2 separate regions of the Drosophila melanogaster genome follow, and region 2 is linked to region 1. Evidence: chromatin contacts called from public Hi-C data. All regions are on one chromosome and are shown on one strand. The core of a region is the stretch at or near the end of the contact, and the rest is flanking DNA. Distances in the headings are between cores, read along the strand shown. Region 1 holds the start of CG43796. Region 2 overlaps Sema1a (Semaphorin 1a).

Region 1 (5,589 bases), core at 2,534-5,033:
GAAATGTTACCTGGCCGAGCGGGAGAGCACGTAACCAGAGCTGAGAGGCCCGACCCGAGATCTTAGGGAGCTGCTCCCAAGCAGCAGAAGCAGCGATCAGTCTGCCGCTGGAGTTTGAATCGTTCGCATCGGGTGCTCGCGTTTGAATGTTGTACGAGTATCTCAACCCTCTCTTTCTCTCGCTGGACTGAAAACCAAGTGAAACGATCGCACAAAACCCAATTAAAGTTTATAATTAATCGGCGAAAAGGTCACGCTGGTCGAGAGTTGAAAGTGCCACCAGCAAATTCGCTAATCTAGTGGATCGATCTGAAAACTCCAATCCATCTCGCCCCGTGTGGCTGTCTGTATACTGTGTTCGAGTGTACCTTCGAGGTATCGAGAGGCATCGAGGTATCTAAGCGCACATCTACACTGGGTCTGGCTGCCTGTTGGACCTGGAGTTAAAGTTGGAAACTCGTTTTTCAAAACCAAAACGACGAAAAAAAAAAGTCTGCACAAAACGAGAAAATAAGCGCGGCCGCGAAGAAAACAACAGCAGCAACTAAAGTTAAAAGTGGGGGGGAAAAAATAAAGCACAATAATATAGGAAAAGCAAAAGCAGATCCAGAACCAAAACCAAAACCTGACGGCCAGGCTTCCAGTGATTTGGTTCGGTTTGCTTTTTGGCCGTCGCTCGCCCTTCTGCATTCTTTTCGCTTGTTTACTTATTTTCGTGTGCTGTGCGGTTGCTTCACTTGTTGCAGCTGCACAAACGTTCGCCCAAACATATACGAGTATATCCCGCTCGCAACATACGTATGTATATATATTTATTCGGACTCGGTTTCGGGTTCGGTCTGTATGGCATAGATATAGATACGGTGCCTGCCAGAGCCTGTGCGGAAAACGAAAAACGAAATACGAATACGAATACGAAAACCTGTTCCTCCGGCCATTTGCGAGTGTATCGGTGGCGGTGAGAGCCTGTATACGGAATTATTCAAATAAGAAAATCGCCGTCTTGGTCGTCGTAGTCGTGGCCACACAAATGTTCAACAACGATGGCCACATTGGGCCTGTCAAAAGTCTTCATACTGGATAAATACTTTACCGAATTGCAAAAATTTTGGGAGACGGAGAAGAAGCTGCAGGGTAAGTTGGACAATATCCCTAGTCTATCCAGTGACAGGAATTTTAAGTTTGTTGTCCAAGTCTTTTGTACAGGGGTAACGCAAATATTCATCACCATCTTCAGAAATTCTTGAGCATAAACAACTTTCAAAGGAACACATATGCAATTAATTCCTTTGGATAATGATGTTAGTGAAGAAAATACTTAGTTATTTAGTAACTTACGGTTGGAAGGGACAATCATTTAAACTGATACTGCAGCTTAAAGAACTGGCACGGTAAAAATCAAGTTTGTTGCTTAAATCTTTCGAATGATTATAGACAAGATGCGCCAATTTTATAGCATATCATTGTTAACGCAATTAATCCAATATGAATTGCTTATTCATATGTTTTTAAAAGCTCACTGATTTTATTCTAATATTTTTGGACCCCAATGACATGTCCGACTGAAACATAAGCTTAACTTTATATTAAACTTAATGGTCAAGCCATTTGCTTGATTTCTTTTCTGGACTATCTGTCTAGAGTGTCAGTTGATTGGTTCTCGACTTACTTGTCTTTACCATCTTGGGCTGCCTGTTTGAGTTTTTCAATCAACCTCCATGAACATTCGCAGTCGATCGCATTCATATTCATAATCATCGGCAATAACTACAAACCGAATCCGCTTATATGGATACCTGGTTGTATGGGTGTCGCTTGCCTCTCGACTTGCAACATTTCATTTGAGCGACGCGACTGTTCTTCCACACCAACCTTCTCCATTCCCAAGCCCCTGGGCCCACTAAGAGCAGATAACTTGTGCTCGGCTACCAGTTTGGGCCAACTTGGTTACTCAGCTTCCACGAAATTTTGTCGCCCGCTCCATAAAAAAAAAACCCTGAGAACTGAAGCGTAGAGGAAAAGCCAATAAAGCTAATTGCTAAATACATTAATTTCAGTACATTAGTCTAGTTGGTGAAATTATCACCGATTAATTGATTGGAACAGAGACTCGAAATTGTTCGTTTGACTTCGATGTCAGACTTTTCTGTACCTTTTTCTGTGGCTTTTGTCTTATTTCTTGAGTGCAACTTTGGGCCACAGAAAGCACTAAAAAAAACAACAACATCAAAACTGGTTTCCTCTGTCTGAGCTCAAGTCATCAATGATATTGTTTTTTGTATATTGTCGACTCTGATTTTGTTATAAGCCTTCCAGCTTGCCTCTCTGTTTTGGCTCACCGACACATGGGTCGAAGGTATATACCTTTGGTAGTAGTACTCTGCATCCAAGCTTTTCTCCGTTTTTCATTAGCTAATTAATTTGATTTCCCGCTGAAGGCTGTAAAAAATAGTAGACAAGTTTCTGAAACGCATAAGCTTAATAAAATCTTGTTAGCTTGTCAGCGTTTTTCGTGGTGTTGGCTTGTAACAATGACCTCTCGGCCCTGTTTTGAAAGTCTTCATAAATCAGTTGGCATTATTAGCTGTTCGTCGAGTCTGCCCATTGATCTTCTATTCTGGATGTACACACGTCTTTGAAATTTTGTAGTCACCTGCCGCCAATTTGTGTTTCATCTTAGCGCTTTCGGTGTCTCTATTTTTCGTTAACTCCGGCGAAATTAGTTCATTAACATTTTATGTAAATGCTCACCATCTATATCTATTAAAATGACTTTTTCTGCTCCTCTGGCACAAGCCTACCAAAGCGATTCGCGTGCACAAAAGTCTGTTGGCCCGGGCGAAATTAATCGATGTGAATTGATTTTCGTTGTATTGAGTTGTTAATTAGAACTAATTAAATTCCTTTTCGCCATAATGAAGATTTCCATATGGTCTGCTGATTATATGTTTTTAATAGAGAGCCAAAGGCTTAATGCATGTAACTGCAATAAAGGTGTATTTATTCAAGCAATAGCTTAACCAAAAGATTAAGACACCTGTCTTTATTATTTACTTTATTTATAGTACTTTCAATGTGTACCAAAAATCTATTTAAACCAACATCTATTTTAGCAATAATTTAATCTACCGGGATTCAAGTGAAGCACAGATTTAGAATAGAACTATTGGCAGGCGAAATTCAACGTCCTCGATAGTATAGTGGTTAGTATCCCCGCCTGTCACGCGGGAGACCGGGGTTCAATTCCCCGTCGGGGAGACGATTGTCAATACTTTTTTTTTATTAAAATCTTATTTAAAGAAAAGCACATCCCTAAAACATGTTACAATTTTTGGAACTTTTGTAAAACAAAAAGATGGATATAAAAATATAATTTCAATGATCATATTGCCAAGTTTATGCATTATCTTTCTTTATATAAATTTGCAAGAAAAATATTCACTTATTCTCTTGTAATTACATATATGAGCTAAAAAGAAAGGAAATATCCCATCTCCCCGACGGGGAATTGAACCCCGGTCTCCCGCGTGACAGGCGGGGATACTAACCACTATACTATCGAGGATGTTGCGCGCCGATTGCCAATAGTTCTATTTCAGATTCTTCGGTGCTCTCAGTGCAAATTATTGTGCTAAGAATTCAAGGAAACATAAATAACCTATTTTTGGAAAATTTCTTAAATAGCCCAACTTATCAAAACCACCCAAATATTTGAAGGTGTCTTTATTTGAACCTTCTAATTTATCACACTTTCCGTGAATTACCAGTCATTGGCTGCACTCTTTGACAGACAATTCATTAGGTTTCAAGAGCTTTCTTTTTCTTTGTTGACTTTCATATACATAAACTTGTTAAATATGAGAAAGGAACCAATTCCTGAAGTAGACATGAGGATGGTGGCCAAAAACGCGGAGGTTCATCGACGAGGCATTTTGGGTTTTGCTCCCCGGATCGGATTGGTCAATGTTGACTACGACGATCTGGACAGGATTGACAACTTCTATTTGGAGACCCAGAGGTATCGGGACTATTACCGCGATCCGCACAACATTCTGCACAAGCCGGAGCGTTTTCGGCAACATCAGGGAAAATGCTCAATTAAACTGGACACCAGTGTCCAGAACTTGACCAGGCCGATCCGTTGGGTCAAAGAGAAAATGCCTGTGCTCTATCCTCCTTCAAGGGACACTGCGATGATGTTGGGCACACCGATATCATCTAGGATCATAGGCCAATACAACAAGTCGACTTGCGCATCTTTTCTTCATTAGACAAATTGAATTTTAAGCGGCGGCAGGCGAACTGAGATTCCTTGCGAAGTCTTTATTTCCAATTAAGTTGAATGCACTTAGTGGTCCGAAAGGCGCACGCAGATCATCTCAGTTCATCTGTCCACCGAAGGCAGAGCTCGGAATAAAATCAAAAGTATTAATTGTCTATTAAAAAAAAATTTTGAATGATAAACAAGACTATTTCACTTTTCGTCGGTGTTGTAACCAACAATGTAATAAAACAATAACTTTATCCGCTTTTCTTCAGATGCATCTTCATCCAACGAGGCAGTTCATCTGCAGCAGCGGCTCAAAAGCCTGAGCACCGAATTGGTGACTCTGCGAAACCGCCTGCATGTGGGTCATGGACCGGGTCAGGGTCAGAGCCAGGGAAATGGCGCGCAGCCCGTCGCCCCAGCTCCCAATGCGGGTCCCAAGGCCAACAACTTTGACCTAAACGCATCCAGTCCGAATCTCAATCTGAGTTCCAGCGGCGCAGGACTTTCAGCCAGTGCAGTTCAGCAACACACCAATGGACATCACACGACATCGAAGGTAAGTTATGGTATTTAAACATATTCTAAAACTAGGACCCTACTCTAGTATATACAAATCTTAAATCGAACTGTAAGAGCAACAAGCTTGTCCACATTCGATTTCCTTTGATAAAGATGTTTATTTCTCTTCACTCCTCACTCTTATAGAATCACAGCTTCAGCCACACATTGCCCGCAAACTCGGGCTCTGGTGGAGGAGGAGGCGCTGGAGGAGGCGCCGTTGTGTCGGCGAGGAACACGTCGATTCCACATCCACTTCCGCATCAGTTGGCCGAGAAGCCGGGCCTGTCGCATCAGCAGAGTGGCAGCGGACATGGTCAGTCCACCGGGACACTGCCACATATGAGCGGCATGGGAAGTATCCTGGGGCAAAATTCCCATTCCCATGCACCGGTCAACAACAACAGCAACAACTCCAACACGCTGCCCATGCGCACCTCCAACTCCGGACACCTGGGCATCAATGGCGGAGGCGTTGGCCACCATCTCAGCCACGCCCACAGCCAGCAATTGCCATTCATCCCGCAGTCGAAGCACACGAATCCCTGCCAGAGTGTGAAGACTCTGCCCTTTGGATTCGGATTCTCCGAAAGTCAGCAGAAGATGCAACAGCAGCAGCAACAGGGCAACTCCTCGCCCAAGGACATGCAGGATCTGATCCACTTGTCGGGACCGCTCACCGAACATGCCGTGATGCGAACGCTCCAGGCCCGATTCAACGAGCGGCGGTACTTTGTGAGTATTAGCGGGATCCGCCTTGG
Region 2 (6,140 bases), core at 587-3,086, 130 kb after region 1:
GAGGTCCTTTGTGCTGGCTTTGCTTCCACTTCAATCATAACTGTGTTCAATTGTTGTTTTTATTACCACATTTTCCTTCACCTTTCCGGGCGAGAAACAAAGGCAGCGAGAGCGGTAGCAAATTGGTTGGCTCTACTTCCTCCTGCCGTCGTTATCCTTTGCAGTATATATATATATTTTTTTGTTATGTTTGTGCTTCTTTTACGGTTTCAGTCGAGCAACCTTTACATGCTTATCTTGCGGCCTGTGTCTGTTTCCTACCCCGATTACTCCCCCTCGTCGTCCTTGCCGCGATTTTCCGCATGAACGGCGGTCATGTGTGTGTGTGTGTGTGTGCATCTGTGTGCGAGGACCTTCTGCCCACAGTTTGCAACAATTGCGCATAATATAAATTAATAATGCAACAATTGCATTTTGTTATGCTTCCATCTCCACGCTGTTGTGCCACTGCTGATTTCATTAAATATTTTTGTTGCCCTACCCACTCGTCCTTATCAGTAGCCAGAAGAGAACAGGATGTCAAGAGGTACACTGAACAAAAATTAAGTGAAATGAAAAATGAATATATCTAAATATATATATCTATATCTATCTATCTATAGGCTAACCTTACCGTTTCTAAGGACATAAGCTCTTGTGATGTTTGGAATGTGACCTTAAAGCTTTTAATTTGCAATTTGTTATGCGTTTTTCATTCAGTATAGGCGCTTTTCATTGCTTTTGTCCCTCTCACTTTTACGAGGCTGCTGTAGACATGGGCATAACCATTAAGTGTGATCTGCAGGACCTGCCGCGTTGAATGCATTTGGCATACTAACCGAAACCAACCAACCAACCAGCAACTCCTGGCTCCTTTACGACCCCGTTAAGGTCGAAACGAGTTTTCCTTTTCTTTTGCCTGCTTCGTTTTGTATTGTTTGTTCTATCAAATGTCGAACAAGATACGTGTTGGGCTTTTTAATGACAATGGGTGGGTGTGGCAATCGAGATTTGCTGTCAGACATAACTAATTACGGGAGTGCAGAGATTATTGTAGTTTTCGACTTGCGAACTACAACTAATGATGCTATGCTGCTTTTATATGAGTCATAAACAAATTTATGTTTGATGCGTGAGCTTAAGTTTGAACAAAATCTCAGATACACAAAATGTGCTAATGGGAAAGTCAGCCAGTTAGCAATGCAGAGAGTTCGCTGACATACTTAGCAATCGATGGGGTTTACTCTTAAAATTCCTCCACACACTTAAGCGAATTTCCAACTCTACTATTTCAATTAGCATTTCTCTCTAATTAGAAGCAAGCTATCCCCAGGGCAGAATATCGATTCCGGCCTATCAAAATGCCATTGACTAAGCAGAAACTGCAATGGCCACGCCATCGAAGGCTCATTATCAGAAAATATCAATATTAATTAGTGTGTATTACGTGACAACTTTCGCCCAGTCCTGGACACCAAACTAACTTGGCCACCAGTTCGGGGAGATCCTGCACAAAGCCTGGTCATAATTGTTTTCCGACCTTACCATGGGAATGGACCGAGGCTGGGGAATCGGAAAATCAAGCAACTCGTCCTGGATGGGATGGTAGGATGGATGGATTAACAAAGCGATTCGCAACGACATTAACATTTTCATCAGACCTCGGGCTCAATTTCAGTACCATACCCAACGAGTTGACGTCGTAATCCATCATCGATGCCATTTAGTGAGTTGGGGGGGTGGGAGGCGATGAAGCTTTGAATTTTTATGATTATTATGTATTTGTGCGTTGCGAGGGTCTACCGCGGGGCAGAACCTGCAATAGATGGCTTACTATCAGCGATTCCGCTGACTTAACCATTTATCGCAACTCATGGCGCACGTTTCTCATTAGTCTGGCTTCCACCACCATCGACACACATCCGGCTCCATTGTTGTCCGCGTTCTTGAACAGTGGGGATTACTTGTGAAAAGGGTTAAATTCTGGGATCAGACCTTTATATGACTATATACTTTTGTTTTGCTAAAGTAAAATCGGATAGAAAAAAGCTGGCACGCTCTAAGTTATTGATTTCTGATCTAGAACGCATAACACATACCACATCATATTAAATGAAATTCTAAGAGTAGAAGGAGCTTATTTGAGCACGTTACGGAGTCAGCAATCCTAAAAATGAAAGGGGATCCTATAGGGTTTTCGAAAACCAATCATTTATGAAAAGTTTTCAATCTTGGGTTATCTGATATATGTATTTCTTTGAGAATCATTAGTTGTGCCCCCTATCGACTTTTTCGTACCCATTGTGCTTGCGCTCCATTCGGTGGGTGGCAAAGTGGCAATAATGATGACTGACTTCTACAAAGACACCTCCTTCCATTTGCCTCCTGCCGGCGGACTGTGAACACGTTTAATCCGCTTGCCACAGATTTCTATCACTGTCATGGCTGTTTGTTGTAGCCAGTGCCCCCTGTTAATGTCGCCGGCATTCGAGCCAAGCCCGGCTGCTTGTCACAGTCTGCTATTGTCAGCGAACATCGATACCGCCGGCTGTGGCTTCGTCCTGCGGATGAAAACGGAGCTGTTTTTATTTTGTATTTCCCGCTCCTATCCCGGATCCTTTGGGTTAACATCGACGCCAGTGTCGGATCTGTGCGCGGACTTGCCTCTTTTTTTTTTAATGATACACAATTAGTGGGATGATAAATGGTCTGTCAAATGCAGCATCATCAGGAAGAAGCTGAGCAGAAGCCAGTCAACCCTGGTCATCCTGTACACTGCTGCAAAAAATGCAATTCAAATTTAAAATCTAAAGAAACATAAAATAATGAATGAGTTATTTCTTATCCTGTAAATATTGATAATGACTTGGAGTTATTAAACATTAGTGACATCGTTTTCCATTAAACTAAATGATAGTAAGAGATTTTCCCAGTGTATTTTCACTTCGCTTCTTAATAACAGTACTGAAGTTGGCCTGCGCCTTTGTTGTAGTTTTCCCATTGATATTAGTAGCTTTCTTTGTAGCGCCAAGTGAAACGTATCGGACAGATAGAAAAGAATAACAAAAAAAGATATATATATATATATACATATATTTGTTGGAAAGGGAATAAAAATAAAGTTGGCAGCGAAAGGAAAATAAACTAATGATGCCAGCACCCAGATATTGGATATTAATTGCTACAAATAACAAGATGCGCCGGCTGCATTCTGCGTCTTTGGCAGCCCATGGAGCAAACCATGGAACCCCCGAGCGAGGAAAGCGACAGAATCAATTAAAACGACTGAAATAAATTGTAGACACAAAGTACGACTAAGCAGTTGGGGGCAAACTGTCTGCCGGACGGATATAGCAGGAACTAATTCTGATTAGTGTCGTCAGAGTCCCGGCAACTGCAACCCCAATAAATTAGGGGGTGGAAATCAGCCTGATATCTTGATAAAATTATATACATTTATCAGAATGACTACTTACTTACTCGTATTAGAACGTACTGTGAATTGGATGAAAGTACTGAATGACGTCATAGATCATAGATAAATTTATTTCTACAAAGAACTATTACGTTGAGTTCTTAGGTATAAAAAATGTTTTACTTACGTCGCAATCCTCTTATTTGAGTCTCAACAAGCTCTCGACCACATCCTCCAGTACTACTTGTATAATTGCTAATCAAAAGGGGGAGCTCCGCCAATGGACATCTTCAATAATCCCCCATAGTGCCTCCTCGCACTATCCGGAAATGCAAATGCCATGGCTTTCAAAACTGGAAATTATCGTTAGCAAATCAGGTTGCCACAACGGATCGGATAACGTGGCACGTTGAGTGTTTGCCCTGTGATTCGATTTCACTGCTGGCGACATCAAAGTCGCCGGCCTAACGTAATTTGCATGGACCATGACTATCCGAGAGGCATTTCTTGTTGGCATTCGTGTATCGTGCAACTAAACGCACCCGCATTGTTATCGGATTGCAAATGATGTGGGTGGAATGGGTGTTGGCTGGATGGTTGATGGTTGATTGGGGTGTATAATTTGGGTGGCTGCAACTTTCCATCGAACTTGACTGGGTGTTGGAATAACTGACTATCCCAGAGGGTCATTTAACGTTTGGATTTTTCATTATTAGTTTCTGCGGTTTTATTACGATTCGGTAAATTTAATCGTAACCACATTGATTTGCGGGCTGGTTGGGAAATTCTATAGTTTGAGAGCTTATTAGTTGACATACTCAATCTTTTGAAAATCTGTATTTCAAGCATCGGCTTGATAATAAAATATTAAAATAAAACACAATTATGGTTTAATTTGTTAAATTTATGAGTTCAAGTAGATACAAATAATCATATTTTTGAAGCGATTTGTCAGCTGCCGCTGACCACAGCTATAGATATTATTTTGAAATGAATTAAACTTTAATTATTACAATTTATGAGCTTAGATACAAACCAACAGATTTATTGAGCAATCAGTTTTCCAGTTTTTCCAGTTTATTAACAGATACAACTTTCTTTATATGGGGTTTAATCCTAATGCTACCATAGATACAAACCAAAAGATTTATGGAGCAATCTCGCTGTCAGTTTCTCCTGTACTAGTTAGATAGTTGGATTTACCCCATCTCCCTTTTGATAATGTTCCTCTAAAATTTCCCGAGATGGTCTTCTATCTCGTGCAGGACCACAAGTAGCTGCCATACTGATTGCCTGAATGGAGCGTGAGATTCACACGCATAAACCTCTTCGCAGTCACCTGTAGAAGGGCGATGCCACTCGAGCACGGTTACTTAACTTTTACCGCCGCCGTGTTTTCCGGGGGATGAAAGGAACCGCAGAAGACGGCGAATGGCAACAGCAAATGCTGGCAGGTTGTTATAAGGAAAGCCCCCCAGTTTCGTCCTTTACTGCGCCAGGATGCGAAAACTCACTCAAAATAAATGCGCAATTAATTTTCATGGTAAAACTCGACGGGAACTTGGACCAAAGGTTCAACTGAGTAAAGTGGTGAGAGTTCGGTGCGGGGGTGGGGTTGCAGAAATTGTTGTTTCCTACTACAACTTTTGCCATTGAAGGCAAAAAATAATAATAACAAGCTGCTCTGGCTCTGGCGAAAAGTCCACAAAACTTTGCTTAGAACGGAGGCAACAGAAAAAATGAAATCAAGTAATGAAAGGCAGCCAAGTAAACAGCTGCCGGAACATCAAAAAATATTCTTTTCAATAAAAACAAGCGTGTGAAATATTTATATACTTTTTCCAGTTGTTCAACTGTACGCACAAATTTTTGCAACTACAATAAGCATTTTAAGAAAAGAAATAGTTGTTTAAGTGTGGGGAAAATCATTGGTTATGTATGAAAACACATTTTGTTGAAAGTTTTTATGCATATAAAAAAATTGTCATATAACTTCTGTTTTCAATATAATTATTAAAAAAAATTGTAAAAAAAATCATTTTGAACGATGCTAAAAAATATGTTTAATTTCTTGCCGTGTGCACACTTATTAATTTATATTTCACGCAGAGCTTTGCTGAGTGAATATAAAAATGGAAATCAAAATATTCGGTGGCCACAAATGAGCAAAGTTTTCTTTCGCAGCTTTCACGTACTTTTTGTATTCCGTTTGTCGCTGTTTTTGTTGCTTCCACAACTTTGGGGCAAAGCTGCAGAATTTATTGCTTTCGAAATGCGGTTGCGCATAAATGTGCAGCAAGCAAAACATGAACAATAGAAGAATCTCTTACAACTGCGGTCTCGAATGGACCCGAACTCAAATGAAATGAAAAATCCTCACATAATTGCAAACGCGTGAGATACTTGCCAAATGGCAAAATTATGAAAATGAAATGGAAAAAGCTTTTCGCAGCCTCTTCTGGGCGGTTGGGAAAATCTCTTGGGTCCCTGGCATTCCCGCCCGAATTTTCTGTTAATTTTTTTTTTTTAATATTCCGTTCAGGTTTTTTCGCCTCGAAGGCATTTTGGCGCCTCGTCTTTGGGATTCGCCAACTATTGCCTTGATGCTCTGCCATCTTGGGTACATTTTTCTAATCAAATTCTTAAGCTATTAAAACTCTGTTCTTTTGGGAACAAATTGCTTTTTAGTATATTTTATGTGAATGCATAGCTTTAAATGTTATAGCTTATGGCACACATTTCACAA

Evidence for each region. A called contact is a pair of places that touch in the nucleus more often than the background predicts.
Region 2: a Hi-C map of the Kc167 cell line shows a contact between it and region 1, with 4 times the contacts expected there. A contact is called at or near these places in 16 of 107 Hi-C or Micro-C datasets (the Clone 8 cell line, the Kc167 cell line, the ML-DmBG3-c2 cell line and 4 more).

What each region holds. Positions count from the first base shown.
Region 1 is chr2L:8,478,591-8,484,179 of dm6, forward strand. It overlaps CG43796, which reads left to right and starts at 3,784. Exons shown (of 1, transcript NM_001273325.1): 1 at 3,784-4,415. The coding sequence starts at 3,888. The coding sequence ends at 4,271. It overlaps dachs (dachs,), which reads left to right. Exons shown (of 9, transcript NM_001201801.2): 4 at 4,540-4,826; 5 at 4,976-5,563. It overlaps tRNA:Asp-GTC-1-2 (transfer RNA:Aspartic acid-GTC 1-2), which reads left to right and starts at 3,187; the gene lies at 3,187-3,258. It overlaps tRNA:Asp-GTC-1-3 (transfer RNA:Aspartic acid-GTC 1-3), which reads right to left and starts at 3,565; the gene lies at 3,494-3,565.
Region 2 is chr2L:8,612,330-8,618,469 of dm6, forward strand. All of the region lies in intron 3 of Sema1a (Semaphorin 1a), which reads left to right. Among named protein-coding and RNA genes, the nearest start is that of tRNA:Asp-GTC-1-6, 4.6 kb to the right of the region's middle.